Linked DNA regions of Mus musculus: regions 2, 3, 4 and 5 are each linked to region 1. A link is a contact called in public HiChIP or PLAC-seq data. All regions are on one chromosome and are shown on one strand. Each heading gives the region's core, a stretch centred on a gene start, on an enhancer-like site or on the middle of the called end of the contact. The rest is flanking DNA. Distances are from core to core; before and after follow the strand shown.

Evidence for each region. HiChIP or PLAC-seq counts read pairs in DNA pulled down with a chosen protein or histone mark.
Region 2: a contact with region 1 is called in an H3K27ac HiChIP or PLAC-seq map of extraembryonic endoderm stem cells. The contact joins two enhancer-like sites. A contact is called at or near these places in 1 of 484 Hi-C or Micro-C datasets (liver), 1 of 115 datasets of contacts at active chromatin or transcription factors (extraembryonic endoderm stem cells) and 1 of 9 other capture datasets (embryonic stem cells).
Region 3: an H3K27ac HiChIP or PLAC-seq map of trophoblast stem cells shows a contact between it and region 1, with 2.6 times the contacts expected there. The contact joins two enhancer-like sites. A contact is called at or near these places in 5 of 115 datasets of contacts at active chromatin or transcription factors (embryonic stem cells, extraembryonic endoderm stem cells, stem cell-derived epiblast-like cells and 1 more).
Region 4: an H3K27ac HiChIP or PLAC-seq map of extraembryonic endoderm stem cells shows a contact between it and region 1. The contact joins two enhancer-like sites. A contact is called at or near these places in 1 of 15 datasets of contacts at CTCF or cohesin (embryonic stem cells), 14 of 484 Hi-C or Micro-C datasets (embryonic stem cells, extraembryonic endoderm stem cells, olfactory sensory neurons and 1 more), 5 of 115 datasets of contacts at active chromatin or transcription factors (differentiating embryonic stem cells, embryonic stem cells, extraembryonic endoderm stem cells and 1 more) and 1 of 9 other capture datasets (embryonic stem cells).
Region 5: a contact with region 1 is called in an H3K27ac HiChIP or PLAC-seq map of extraembryonic endoderm stem cells. The contact joins two enhancer-like sites. A contact is called at or near these places in 2 of 39 promoter capture datasets (embryonic stem cells and pre-B cells) and 5 of 115 datasets of contacts at active chromatin or transcription factors (embryonic stem cells, extraembryonic endoderm stem cells and trophoblast stem cells).

What each region holds. Positions count from the first base shown.
Region 1 is chr12:12,992,619-12,995,363 of GRCm38.p6, forward strand. It overlaps Gm35208 (a long non-coding RNA gene), which reads left to right. Exons shown (of 4, transcript XR_381277.3): 2 at 679-880; 3 at 1,041-1,099; 4 at 1,210-1,731. Among named protein-coding and RNA genes, the nearest start is that of Gm35208, 6.6 kb to the left of the region's middle. Within about 2 kb of position 1,408, at least 56 of the 459 cell types and tissues checked have an H3K27ac peak or open chromatin away from gene starts, as enhancers often do. A contact at or near this core is called in extraembryonic endoderm stem cells and trophoblast stem cells, where this site is marked.
Region 2 is chr12:12,508,129-12,510,873 of GRCm38.p6, forward strand. All of the region lies in intron 2 of Gm34489 (a long non-coding RNA gene), which reads left to right. Among named protein-coding and RNA genes, the nearest start is that of Gm34489, 88 kb to the left of the region's middle. Within about 2 kb of position 1,378, at least 39 of the 459 cell types and tissues checked have an H3K27ac peak or open chromatin away from gene starts, as enhancers often do. A contact at or near this core is called in extraembryonic endoderm stem cells, where this site is marked.
Region 3 is chr12:12,579,589-12,582,333 of GRCm38.p6, forward strand. No RefSeq gene overlaps it. Among named protein-coding and RNA genes, the nearest start is that of Gm34637, 89 kb to the right of the region's middle. Within about 2 kb of position 1,318, at least 118 of the 459 cell types and tissues checked have an H3K27ac peak or open chromatin away from gene starts, as enhancers often do. A contact at or near this core is called in trophoblast stem cells, where this site is marked.
Region 4 is chr12:12,639,028-12,641,772 of GRCm38.p6, forward strand. No RefSeq gene overlaps it. Among named protein-coding and RNA genes, the nearest start is that of Gm34637, 30 kb to the right of the region's middle. Within about 2 kb of position 1,349, at least 1 of the 459 cell types and tissues checked has an H3K27ac peak or open chromatin away from gene starts, as enhancers often do. A contact at or near this core is called in extraembryonic endoderm stem cells, where this site is marked.
Region 5 is chr12:12,692,624-12,695,368 of GRCm38.p6, forward strand. It overlaps Gm34696 (a long non-coding RNA gene), which reads right to left. Exons shown (of 6, transcript XR_872489.1): 4 at 1-2,745. Among named protein-coding and RNA genes, the nearest start is that of Gm25538, 6.0 kb to the right of the region's middle. Within about 2 kb of position 1,363, at least 21 of the 459 cell types and tissues checked have an H3K27ac peak or open chromatin away from gene starts, as enhancers often do. A contact at or near this core is called in extraembryonic endoderm stem cells, where this site is marked.

The DNA.
Region 1 (2,745 bases), core at 158-2,657:
TGGGATAAATAATGAATGCCCTGTCAGCATATAGACTTCTTCATATCTCAGATTTTAATTTGTTTGTGTGTATATACATACATTCACACACACACACACACACGGAAGTGAAATTTCTGGGTCATATGCTTGAACATTGACTCTCAAGTAAAGACTCTCTGTAGTGTGACCTGGGGTAGGGTGATCTGGGGTAGGTGCTCCTTTCTGTATGTCACTGGAAATGAAAACTTGAGTTAGGCATCACTTACAGGACAGGGATGGTATATTGGTATGAGAGATAAAGAAAAGAGTCCGTTGGCTATGCAACAGCTATTCACAAGTTAGAGTGGCTGAAAGATTTGTCCTGTTAAGGTGGCCTCTGAGGATTGCCTCTGGCCTGCGAGAGACCCTGGCATAGCTGCATTCCCTAGTATATAGTGTCCCCCCACCCTCCACTTCCTGCAAGCAGATTGTGTTCCTGGAAAGTTATGGTGAGTACTATTTTAGAGCTCATTATTCAAGGAACCCTGGGGTGGTTCCTTCTGGAAAAGCAAGGCTTTGTTGGTGGAGGAAATAGCAAGTTCTAAATGACTTGCCATAAATCTGAGCCTTGGTATACAAGCTCTGGCCTAGTGTGGGATGTCACGGTTGATAGGCTCCTCTCACTCTGCCCGTCCCTGTCACCTGGTGTTTATCCAGGTGTCACCAGGTACAAAACGGATCCTTTCCTTCAGAAGAGAAGCAGTGAGTTTTGTTGCAGCACATGGGCTTGGAAGACTTCCGATCCTGCCTTCCTGGTCATTCTCTGCTGTTATCTGAGTAACACTGACCAAGTGACTTATCCTCTTTGGGCCCTCACTTCCTCATCTGAAAAACATAGATGGCGTGCGGGAAGGATTGGGTAAGCTGACGCTGTTTAGCCCATGACAGAGAGACAATTAGCCTGCTCACATGAGGAGGCCTGGGAAGAATATACTCAGGAAACCTGGGATTTCTTGTTTCAGAATGGTTTTGATGAGGCTTTCAGACCAGCAAACATTGTTTTTTTTTCTTTTGAGCAGCAATGCCAGGATGAAAGATCTTTCCTATGGGTGGACAGCTTTCTGCAGGCCTCCCTAGTGTAAGTAAGGCTCCTGGCTGATTTGTCTGCCTTTCAAACCAAGCCTTTGTTTCACTGTCCTTACTGTGCGCTCTTGTCCTTTTGATCACTTGTTCTTTATAACAAAACAGGTGCCAAGTTCTACCAACAAGCAAGAGCCAAGACCACGGAAACTGTGACCAGCATAATACAAATTGTGTTTTCTGAGCACTGGATTAAAAAAGAACCTCTAAGATAAAAACTGGAAGTAGTTTTCTCAAGAGGGGACTGCTGCTGCCCCATGGAGTCAGGACAAAGCCCTGCCGTCTGTTTGGTGCATTGTGGAATCTCACATTGCTCACATTCCGCCAACCCTCGAGATAGGCAGCACTATGACCATTGTCCTCATTTAGGACCTGCAAAAACTGAGTTCCAATCAGTAAAGCCAGTTGCCCCAGGAAACGAGCTGATGGGTGGATGAGGCAGTATCTCCTCTGGCCACAGCAGGCCAGCAATCCTGAGCCACTCTGTAGGCCTGCAATGGAGGGAGGCTCTTATACTCTAACCATCAGTGTTAACAAACTGAGAGACCCTTTTATGGTCCCAGGCTTATAGCTGGTGTGTGTGTGTGTGTGTGTGTGTGTAGCCATGCAGATGGTTAGCTCATTAATAAATAATAGCCACCATTCTTGACATTTCCAGGGTCAGTTGTGCAACAACTGAAGATGGAATTCCTCAGTGCAGGAAATAGCCTGCACAACAAAGCACTCTTATCTCAGGGGAGGCAGCTGAGATTTCTTGGGCTCCTGCGCCTTCTCTGGCTTGGTTAGTTTTACCCTCAGGGACCCGTCCTCAGACAGGCGCCAGAGCCTCTAAGAGGGTAGGGCTCACAGACCAGCTGAACCCCAGCCTCGCCTGTACTCAACATTCCCAAACATCTGTGGAATGAAGGATGAACCAATTCTTGGCCTTGCCATTCCCATCTGTGAATCAGGACAATAATGGTGTGTGAATGTGTGCACTGTGACAACTGAAGGAGAGATCAGCCCAGCTGTCTAGGCACTTGGAACCAGCTATTAGGTGGTGTGGTGATGGCTTTGCCCATTGGCTAGCTGGGGAGAGGGAAGAGGGGTCTTTAGGTGTTAACCAAGAAGGCTTCAGTGAGCCCAAGATGATGCACTGAGGAAATTTTGTGCACTACCATCTACAGCAGGGGCTATAAAACTCCAGGTGGCAGGAGTCTTGGGGCAAAGTAGATTAGAAAGAGGTTCTGTCACACCTTTCTAAGCTGCCTCATGCTCACCTAGGCTCCTGGGAAGCTTGGTTCTGCTCTCTCAGGAATGAGGATGTGATGCCCCAGGACCTCCCGGGACTTTGTTTCTGTGATTCACAATCGGGAAAAATGAGTCTTTTCCGCCGTGGCCAGGATGACCTCCACGTCCAGTCTTTTTGGCAAGTATCTTTGCATGCACTGCAGCATGTGCTCATGTGTGTGTGTGTGTGTGTGTGTTTCTACCATGCTTCCAATCCTATTTCTCTGAGTGTCTGACTGTGGGGTTCATCTCCATGAACCACTATAGTGGGACTCCACCTGCCTGCTAGTTGATCAGGTCTCCCTTGTGGCCTGCCCTTTAGCCTGCCTGTCAGAAAGCTCTTCTGGTCTCTGGCTGAGGTCAGGGGCTGTCACG
Region 2 (2,745 bases), core at 128-2,627, 480 kb before region 1:
ATCTGAGAACCTGTGAGGGTAAAGCCAGGCAAGAGAAGAAAGAAAGTCTGATTTAATGTAAATATATTAAGAATATACATACTTTCTTAGTCAGTCTGCTGGATTTTGTTTTTTAATTTGGTATTCACCTCCCTTTTGATGCTTACCAGGCCCTTCGAGCTGCTGTTGACATTAGCTGATGTGTGGTCTTTAGCTGTGACATATGTAATTAACAAACAGGATAAATATACGCCTCACCATTCTGATATAAGTGGTGTAATTAGATATTTCTCTTTACATTCTTTAGAGAGAGATTCACAATCAGCAGAAGGATGACTGAAACAACGACCCAATGCATTTCCACAATTTAACAGAGACTCGTTCTCTAAGCAGCACTCATGCGAAGCCAAAGGGATTGTTTGCTATGAAGGCTTAGTGCCCCCTCCAAGAAGATGTATTCAGTTGAATTGAATTCAATTGACAACTCAAAGAAATCATTCATATTCAATTCAAAGTGCGGTTTTCAGTCGTCAAAAGTTGGAAGCCTGTCTTTTATTCAGAGTTTCCACATCGTGTAGGGGGAAGGGGTGTTTGTCTTTTGTTATTTCTTCTTCCTCCCTGTGCAATTAGACAGAAGCAATAGAGTCTCACCAAGACAGTCTCTCTGACTTTTTAGATTATAAGAATAATGTTAAAACAGATAGCTATTTGGGACAGAGGAGGGAATGAAGGAAAATCAACTCTTCGCCTTTGCAGTGGGGCTGCACACATACAGAGCAAGCACCATCCTTCGCCTTTGCAGTGGGGCTGCACACATACAGAGCAAGCACCATCTACACTAGAACCAGTTACCATCCAGCTTAATCCCCTCAACCTCAGTCTCCTTCACTTCTGCTCCAAACCCTCAGCTCATCCCATTGATGTTTCTAGTGTTCTCTGGATACGTCTGGATTTTCAGGCCAACTTAGCGAACAGGGAGTGTTTCCACTATTTTCAACTTGAAGGTATTTCTCTCTGGCCTGGTGGATAACTTGGTAACTTTGCTTCTTAAGGGTTAGGTGAGCCAGGGACACCCAAGACATGTCTGTAAAAGGCTCACTCGCAGAACAAGGAGCCTCATAATACTGCTTTTGCAAAGTGCAATAAATGCCCAAGTCTTGTGAGCAATAGTGGGCCCTTGCACAGGACAATTAAACATTAACAGGCCCTGGGGCCTTGGGAGCAGGGCCCAGCAACCCTTTGAAGCCCTGTTTGCCAATTAAACACCGTCTGACATTTGTGTCAAGGTGGCAGGGATCCAAAGCAGAGATAGGAACGTCAACCACTTCAGGGGCTTTCATTAGCTCCCCAGACATTCCTGGCCTGGCCTGTTTCTTTACTATTGCCAAATCCACACCCTGCTCGGGAACTCGGGGCTCTGAGAAAGTTTACTGAGATAAGCTTATAATGGAAATAGCACTTTGTCACCCTTTACCACTCGCTCCTTGTTCAATTATCTTTTATCTGTTTAGAGTATTTGCCAGCTCTCCCAACGCCCCCTAGGATGAAACTATTGGACCAAAAGCCCTCACTGGGGTTGTAAAGAGGTGTGGTGGGGGGGGGGGGTGGAGGGGGGTGGGAGGTGCCACTTTGTGTTTGCCAGTCTGATCCAGGAGCCCTGGACTCTCCCCATATTTTTTTAAACTCTATGAACATACTAGTAAAAACCTCTTGCATTTCCTAGTGTGGGGAAAACATTCTTTTGGAGGCAGAACAGCGGGCACTCGAGCTTCTCACAAGTAGTAAAATGGAACTGGATATCTGGGTGATGAGAATTTCACAAGTTACTAGGCAAGGTAGTGAGCACTAGTGTGTCCCACCCTCTACTCGAGGTGTCCTCTGTAAATGGGTGTCTAGCCTTGAAGTGTCATGAATGAAATTAGTTGAGATAGGTCTTGGTCAGATCTCTCACCACCATACCTTGTGATGGGCTAACTGAGTTACCATTGACATGAAGTGCCATACCATTTCTTTGATGCCTGAAGACAGTGAGGTATGTGATCATCTCAGCCCTGATGCCAGGATATAGGCTCCATTTCTGTTGCTGAGATAGATGCAAATGTGCATGGAAACTCCCCATCACGAAGCAGCAGTAACCTCTGCCTTCAAGGGAGAAGAATGCACTGACCCACTGCCAACTGGCCAAAGCAGGTGACAATGTATGACACATGTCATCATAGGTACTGCAGATGCTATCTACCCACACCTTACTTTGGCGGAAGATACCTGCCATGTTTTGAGGAAACTCAAGAGCCTTGTGGAGAATCCACTTGAGGAAGAAACAAAGCTACCTGCCCAAAGCCCACACATACCAGAGCCCCTCTGCCAAAAACCACCTGATAGAACTTGAAGACACAGTGCCACAGCCAAGCCAGAGATGGCATGTCCCTATTGACTGCTAACTCAGTTCAATCACAACACATGACTGCTCAGCCTATCTACTCGGTGAGTTCCTGACCTGTTGAAAAGGTGATTTAGTCAACATTTATGGTTTGAACCACAGTTTGGGGTTATCTGATATGGGGGTAGTAGATAGATAACTAATGCACCTCAACTAACTGCTAAGGAACTACTAAAGATCTTAGAGTAGAGAGACAAAAAAGCTTGGTCACTTACAAGCTGTGTGACCTTGAAAGATGCACCTGCTGTCTGTTGTATGGATGGACTTACCCATCCTTCAAGGCTCTTCTTATGTTGGAGTTCCATGTCTCTGCCATACTTGGCAGC
Region 3 (2,745 bases), core at 68-2,567, 410 kb before region 1:
TGGCGCTTGCTTACTGCTGCCCAGGCCACCATTGCCTGCTTGAACTCTTCCCTTAGGCTGTCAGATCTCAGAGACAAATGTTGCCAAATTCAACTCAGTTCTCAAACTCTGTGTCCTCTACCACATAGCCAAGTTGGGAGCTTTGCTGGTGAAGGCTGATCTTCCCTTTCCATCAATTCTAGTTCACCACCGTGCTTGTGCCTGGAAAATTATTGGTCAGGCACACCCTCTATCCCCATGGAGAAGTCCAGTCATGAACGCAAGGAAGAAACAGTGTCTAAAATGTAAAGAACTACACAAGGTCAGAATGTGTCAGGTAGGAATGATCTACCACCATAATCAAATGAGCAAAGGCCCAGGATGGGCACCGCAGCCCCCTTTGACCATTTTTTAATCCTCATACGAAAAATAACAGATATTATGGTTTGGCTAGGCACGACACTGCATGCCTATAAACCCAGAACTTGAGAGGTTTCTGCAAGTTCAAGGCCAGCCTGAACTATGTGAGCTCCTGTCTTGAAAATAAATAAATAAATAAATAAATAAATAAATAAGTCAAGCAAAGCCAGAACACAGCTGGTACTAGCTCCTGCCAATCACCATTTTACAGAAGGTAGTGATATAAAACCACTGGGTGTGAGGTCTCCCATTCTAGCCTCAAGCAGGGATCAATGAGTATGGTTTGAGTAAAGGAGTAAGTGAAAGAGTTTGCTCAAAATAATCATCAATTCATTTGCATTTGTAAATCAAAGGAAGGAACCTTAGGGCCAGAAATGAGCTAAACAAAGTTGAGTTGCTTCAGATTTTGGCTTCGCAGAGTCCAACTGCAGAAAATCAAATCAAGAAGGGGCTTTTCTCTGGCTGTTTAATAGCTAATTGGTGCTACTCCACACAATGGCCCCTGTAGAGACCTCAAGGAGCCTTATGAGGTAGACTGGTCTCTAGTCTCTGCATCAACCCTGAGAAAGTTAGACACTATCTCTCACGTGAGTCCAAAGGACTCGTGAGCCCAGTGTTCTGGATTGGCGGGGGGGGGGGGGGGAGGGGGTAGGGGGGCGCTTGCCCCTGGGTTTGCATTCCATCCCTGGCAGAAACACTGGGGAACTTGATGCTGGAGAGCCCAGGAAAGTTCTGCTATTCTAATGCCTCAAGGTGTCAGACGCTTAGAAAGGAGATTTCTGCTTTCCTCTCCCACCCACCGTCTCATCACGCCCTGGGGTTTGCCCGGAAGGATGGGGGCACTTCCCCTTTCTAGCCCTTGTTGTGGGTGGAGGGGGACTATACTTCCTGCCACGCCCCCAACATACATACCGGAGTGACCTGTTGATCACAGGTTCTGTGTGAGACTTCTGTCTCTATTGCCTTCTCTGCGGTGTCAAACCAAGAGTGCAAGCCTGCCTTCTCTCCCAGTGGGGAGTCACTCTATGAGGACAAGAAGCAGTGCGTCTATTTTGCACCCTCGGGCTGGGCCCTCTGCCCCCTGGGGTGACTTAATCCAGTCTATTGTTCAGGACTCTAGGGATTATATGTAAATTCTCTCAAATTGCAGCTGCTCACACCACCACCCCCTTTGACTGAAGAGAAGCAAAGGGATGGACGCAGAGACTGTCCCTTTTCTGGGGTCAGAAGTATTAACTTATGGACCTGACTCCGCCACCAGCTCCCTGAAAACAAACAAACAAACAAACAAACAACAACAAAAACCTGAGCAAGTCACTTTCCCTTTCAGGGGTGCTCGCTGTGAAATGAAGAGGCGAGACTAAAGGGTTACACTGGGGGATGCTGGGGTGGGGGGAGAGCCACATTCCTGGGGAGTGACACAATCCCAAACAGGGAGATCAAAGGGGCTCCACGAGAGAGGCCCCAACCAGGAGCTTGCAGGCCTGTGTCTGGGGTGGGTAATTAGCTCCTGCCGCCACCTTCCTCTCCTGTGGGTGAGCTGTGGGCTTCGAGACAAGCCGCCCCCCCCCGCCCCCTCCAGCACCCCAGGGAAGGGAAAGGAGGAAGGTAGGGAGAGAACCCACCAGGAACAGTGACATGTGTGGTGAACTTTATGTTAGACAGATGCAAAATTTAAACATTTTAACAGAAAGCAGTCCACTCCGCGCTTGCTCCGCACCAGTGTGAGAACGCACTGTGTGGATACCTCTTAAAGTATTTGATGAGAGACTAAAAGGCTGACAGGCTAACACTTCACTTCCTTCCAATTAGGGGCCTTTAACATCAAAGGCCCAGGCCCCACTCTGCCCGGCTTACTTGAATGAATTAGGGAAGAGAATGGGTCCAGGGATTGCTGGTTCTCTCCCTCGCGGAGGCTGGAACTCTGGGGGCTTTAATAAGATGTTTGAGGTCAAAAGGGGTCAGGCCTTTGACTGGGAGCACCGGGAAACTGCCAGAGTGTTTCAATATGCGTGGTGTTTGTCATGCAATCAGGCCCGCCAAAAGCTCCCCATGTGGGGCCTGTCTTTGGGGGACCCTTTTGGAGATGGAGCCGCCAGGGGTCCCACCTTAGTGAGTATGCGTTAAGCCAGGACTGCCTGTCAATCAAAGCCCTGGAGCCCAGGTGATACAAGCAAGCATAGGCTGGGCCTTGCTGGTGCTTCCCCCGGTTTGCTAGGGAGGTGTTGAGACTTCGAGGAGAGAAGGGACCCTTGTCCAGTTAGCCGGTTCAGTCACCAGAGAAAGAATGCGACTTCATGAGCCTCAGAATCAGAAGCCAAAACAAGCTTCTTTTGATGTCATCTA
Region 4 (2,745 bases), core at 99-2,598, 350 kb before region 1:
TCTCAGACATTCCTCTTTAATTCTAATCAAGTTGTCATCAATTCCTTACAGTCCCACAGAGCATATCACCCCCTTAACTCACACAGTGCTAGATAGATAGATAGATAGATAGATAGATAGATAGATAGATAGATAGATATTGATCTATGCACATTAGCTGAACTGTGATGGGCACTTTCTTTTGTTTTGCATTAGTGTTCAGGTCTGTAGTAAATCACAATGACATATAATTATGGTTTGGTTTGGTCTTTTTGTTTTTTGAGACAGGGTCCCTCTCTATACCTCTGGTTGTCCTGGATGTCATTATGTACACCAGGCTGGCCTCACAGAGATCCTACTTGGTCTGCTTCCTGAGTGCAAAAACAAAAACAAAAACCTTAAGGATTATCAGGAAGACTAGAGAGCTTTAGAAAGACTGGAAAAGGCTGAAAGTCTCCTATTCTTTCACCCAAGTGTACAACAGAAAACCTTGTTGGTTACTAAGAAGTGGGTAGGGATTACTCCTCACTAACAGTCAATCAATTAACAAAGCAGTTCTGAAGAGTGAAATGACAGTAACAGGCCCAAGAAAAGACAACACTTGGAGAAGATGTGACATGTCTTGCAAATTTGAAGGATGTTTTCTGTCAAAACTGTCAAGGCCCAGATAATATCCTTATTTTTGATCTCCAAAAATCCATTTCTGTAAGATATCTGGGACCATAATCATGATAGGTGTGTAGCACACCAATCTACATATTGTCCTAGTGTTCTGGGTTGATCATTCCTCTCCACAAACCAAACATTTGTGTTTGATGCTCCAAAAGGCTGAGCCTTTGACTCTGCCCAGCTTACCCAGAGCAACAGCCATTCATTCCCTCCTATCTCCAACTAGCTCCATCCTCCTCATTCAATAGCCATTCGCTCCGTGATAGTCCTCCTCTCCTGGATAACTCCCAAAACATCTGTTCTTCTGATGCCTGGTTTTAGCTCACTGGTGGGTCTGACAGTATCTCTTAAGCTTTTATCTCACACACTGTCTTTGGCTCAACTCTTTAAAACAAGAGATTATCAAAGTTGGTGGGAATTGTTTTGTTTTGTTTTGTTTCATTTTCTGGGGGGTTAGGTTTTTTGTCTTGTTTCAGTTTTGAGGGGTTGTTTTTGTTTTTTCTTAAATTTTATGAAAGATTCAGTTCACTTACAAATAAATAGGTTAGGAGATTTTACTTGTAATTTTAAATCCTAGAGATTAACCTATCCGTTTCAATTTGTTCTAACTATTCAATATTTACACCATTCTTCTGCCTGACTAATCTTATCTAGTCCTTCTTAAATGCATCATTGAAAGGCCATCTCTTCCAAGAAGTACCTCAGATGACCAGTGTCTGCCTAGGAGTCTGCCTCCTGACTCACCCAGCATCCTGGTTTTGTGGCTCACCTCTTACCATGCTTTTTCCAAATTTCCATGTGTCTACCTTGTTAAACTTTTAGATGACAACACACACACACACACACACACACCTTTTTTTTTTTTCTCTTGGGTTTAGCACAGTGTCTGGAACATGGTCCAAAGTCAATAGTTATAAAGTTTCACAGATGAATTCCATTTGATTCAAAAGGTTATCTCTGTCCTCATTGGGTACCGTCCCTGGGTTTGTGTCTACTTGTGTGAACTAGACATGGTAATATATGCCTCCCAGATACTGTATCATACAGTCACACACATGATGCCTCATGAATGACAAGTACCACAGAGCAGTAGTCATGCTTGTTGACACTATTATCTATAACAGATGATATCTATTTAACTAAAATTAACTGAGCAATCTGTGATTTACTTATTAGTAACTATTACCTTTACTTATGTCCACTTTTCACAACCCTCTGCCTTTCCTTTCAAGTGTCTAAGTGAGAGCAAAAATGATCAGGCATCCAGAAGATTCCAAATATCCAAGTGCAAGGCCGTCTGCACATGCAGAGTTTGAGCATTTGGCCAGCTTTGTGCTGTCTCCAGCAGCTCTTCCTCTAGGTTCTCCTGGGTTCTGGAAAGCTACTATGCAAAGCACAGAGAAAGCACAACCCTGCAAAACAGAGCAAAAGGTAAAGCCCAGCCTATTGTGAACACCTTCTGGGGACCCAGGCTGTCTGTACCTTGAAGTGTTCACCAAGAATTCTCACTTTTCTATGCCTGGGGAAGCAAGAGTCCTGAGCTGATCTAGTGAGTGCATTCTGGCATTGGCTTATAGGGTTTTAGGTGAACAGAATCAAAATCAGTTCTGCCATGGTGAAGGTGGAAAGTAGATACATACCCAATATATACAGTAGACTGGGAGATGGAGATTTCCCCAACAGGAAATACAGATAGTTAAAAACATAATGCAAAAGGCAAGGGTCACTTATCTCATGAAAAATCAAAGAAGACAAGATCAGGTTCCTGGCCAAAGACAAAAGTCAGTAAAATAACTCCTAACAAGGTGCCTACTCCAATTGTCATCAGAGAGGCTTCATTCAGCAACTGATGGGAGAAGATTCAGAGAGCCACAAACCAAACATTAGGGAGAGCTTGGGGGATCTCATAGAAGAGAAGAGGAAGAACTGTAGGAGCCAGAGGAATTGAGGACATCAAGAGACCACTCCCACAGAATCAACTAAGCAGGGCTCATAAGGGCTCACAGAGACTGAAGCAACAATCAGGGTCTGAGATAGGTCTTCTGCATACGTGTTACTTTTGTGTAACTTGGTGTTCTTGTAGAACTCCTAACAGAA
Region 5 (2,745 bases), core at 113-2,612, 300 kb before region 1:
AAGTCCCAAAAGTGTAATGATTGTCACTCTCTGGAGATAGATACTAAGGGAGAATGTATTCCATGTGGTTCTCCTGGTTTGGGGTGGTGGGCTGAGATCCTTGGCTTGTAACAGCCTCACTCCAGACTCTGACTCTGCCTTTGTATAAAAATATCAAAATGACTTCATTAGAACTAATTATATCTGCAAAAAAAATGCTATTTCTAGATGAAGCCATATTCTGGTTCTGGGTAGACATGAACTCGAGTAACAGAGTCCGGTCTAGTATACTGCTTGTATGCCTGATTAGGTCTATACTACTATAGATTTGATCCTGTGATCTGGCAGTAAATTCTATTATAATCCTTCCTTCAAGATACTGACGCTCCAAGAGTCTGTGGGATGCTCTTTCATAATGCTCACCATACATGTTTGTATTCATCTATATATTCATTTGTCACAATCATGGGAAGAGACCAAGTCCTATTTTACATGTTTGTTTATTTCTTCTGTTCCTTTGCAGGGCCTGGCACTCAACAGGCTTGCTGAGGAAATTACTAACTTATGGTTCAGGAGAGTGATTTACAAGGCCCCGTGCTCACTATATAAAACCTGCCCTCCACTTTCAGACAATCGCATCCTCCAGTAAAGTCCTGCTACCAAGGGAGTCCCCACTTATGTCCCTGAGCTGAACCTGAAGGCTGACATGCATGATCCATTTGGAGATCTGAGAGTCTAGACCCTGTGTTGGCTATGACGATTACCCTTGAATCACATACCTGGCCACTTCCTCCCTGTTTTTCAGGCTTCATCTAAAAATGGGTTGAGAAGAAGCACGGGGACTGCCGGGCATCCTGGGTTGTCTCTAGTCAGTGAGGCGCGTACTGCCTCCCATACCTGACCTTTTATGGGTGCCGGGGGTTTGAATTCAGTCCTTGCACAGTAAGCACTTCAAGTACCGAACCACCTCTCCGTCCCCTCGTATTTCAAAGGAAACAAGAATGAGCCCAATTAATCGAGTCACCTCCTCAGCCTCACAGCACACTTACCAGAGACTCTAAAGCAGTGGTTCTCAACCTGTGGGTCGCAATCATTAGAAAACACATATTTACAAACGGACTTAGGAACTGAGACACCACTCCGTGGCAAAAATGAAGTAGAAAAAAATAATACGTTTAGAGGATTCCTACGAGTATCGGAAATACGTGTTTTCTGTTAAGAGTCCTGACACCAGGTTGAGAATCGCTGCTACAGTCACGGGTCATGTGATGAGAAAGGTCGAGGAAGAAACTGAGGTTTGCCTGAGCCAGAATCTGCTCCCTACAACACTGAGACAGGGCTGCCTGTGGCTCGATGTATGTGTAGCCCCGCAGGCATCCTCTGAAGGAATGCGAGTCTCCTTCTCACCGCAGGATTTGGGCTTTATTTTAAACAGGAATGTGTTGTTCTTCAGACAACGTAAAGAATATGTGCAGCTTCTGGGGAGCGACAACAGCTGAGAACCCCACACTGGTTCTGGATGAAATTCAATGCACGCCGACCTAATCGCCATGACCGGGAATTTGGAAGGAGTCTGAAGCGCCTTCGTGTTATTGGACAAACACTGCCTCTTCCCAAGCAGGCTGGGGCGTTGCGGTGAAAGGCCTTTGATAAGAAGAGGCAGGCCCCTGGGAGGCGAGGCGAGCCACCCACCACTTTCTTAGGCGCTATTGTCCCAGGCTGGGGATTGTGATGTGAGGCTCCTGGTGCACACAATACCGCACCTCCCGCAATGGGCCATTCATTGGGCCTCAAGGTTCCCTGATGGGAGGGAGCCCGTTGACCCCGGATAATAGATGAAAGTGTTTCTCACTTGCCTTCGCCTCCTGACCTTTTGCCACCATTTTTCATGCACTGTCTCCTCTCCAGCCAGACAGGAGAATTCTTCCTCTGATGCGCAGGCCGGGTGACCCTCTCCTGCATGCATGCAGAAGCGGGTTGCTTATGGAGGACAGCCAGAGGAGACCTTGCCTTATGTGCCCAAGGCAAGCTGGAGTCATTTCCTCCCCTGCCCCACTCCTTACATTCACATGTGTATGCATAAATGTTTGTGAGCATAGACACCCTCTTCTTGCACCGGTATAGGACCTGCATACCAAAAATCCAAACCAGTAAGTGTTCATTTGCTCATTTTCCTTCTCTGGAGTCTACTCTCTCTCTCACTCCAGGTGGAAAATAGTTTCAAGTTCACTACAGCAGGTCTCCCCTTACTCGCAGTCTTCTCAGAAGGAGCAGGTCACAAACCACATGTGTGGAGGTGACAGCAGATCTCGCCATACAAAGTTTGCACTGGGACACCAGGACAAGAAGAACCTCCGATGCTCCAGTACCCTACAATTAACTAGGCTGTAACTAGCACATAGGTCGAAGCCCCTGCATCCAGCCCCTAGGCTTCATCCCAAAATGCCTCTTTGAAAGGATAAATTCTCCATTGACAGTAAGAAAGCAATCAGGCCCTGACAAGGGTGTTGTCCTATAGTTAAAGGTCACCAAATTGTGGCTGGCGATATAGCTCTGTTAGAGAGGGCTTGCCTGCCACGCACAAAGCACTGGGTTCAGGCTGGAAAGATAGCCCAGTGGGTAGGAGCACTTGTTTGCCTTGAAAACAAAAGGACAAATACTTTTGTTTAAATCCCCAGCACACAGGTAAAAGCTGAGCATTGCCACACGTGCTATAACCCCAGTGCTGGACAGCAGAGATAAGTGAATCCCAGGAATTCTCTAACC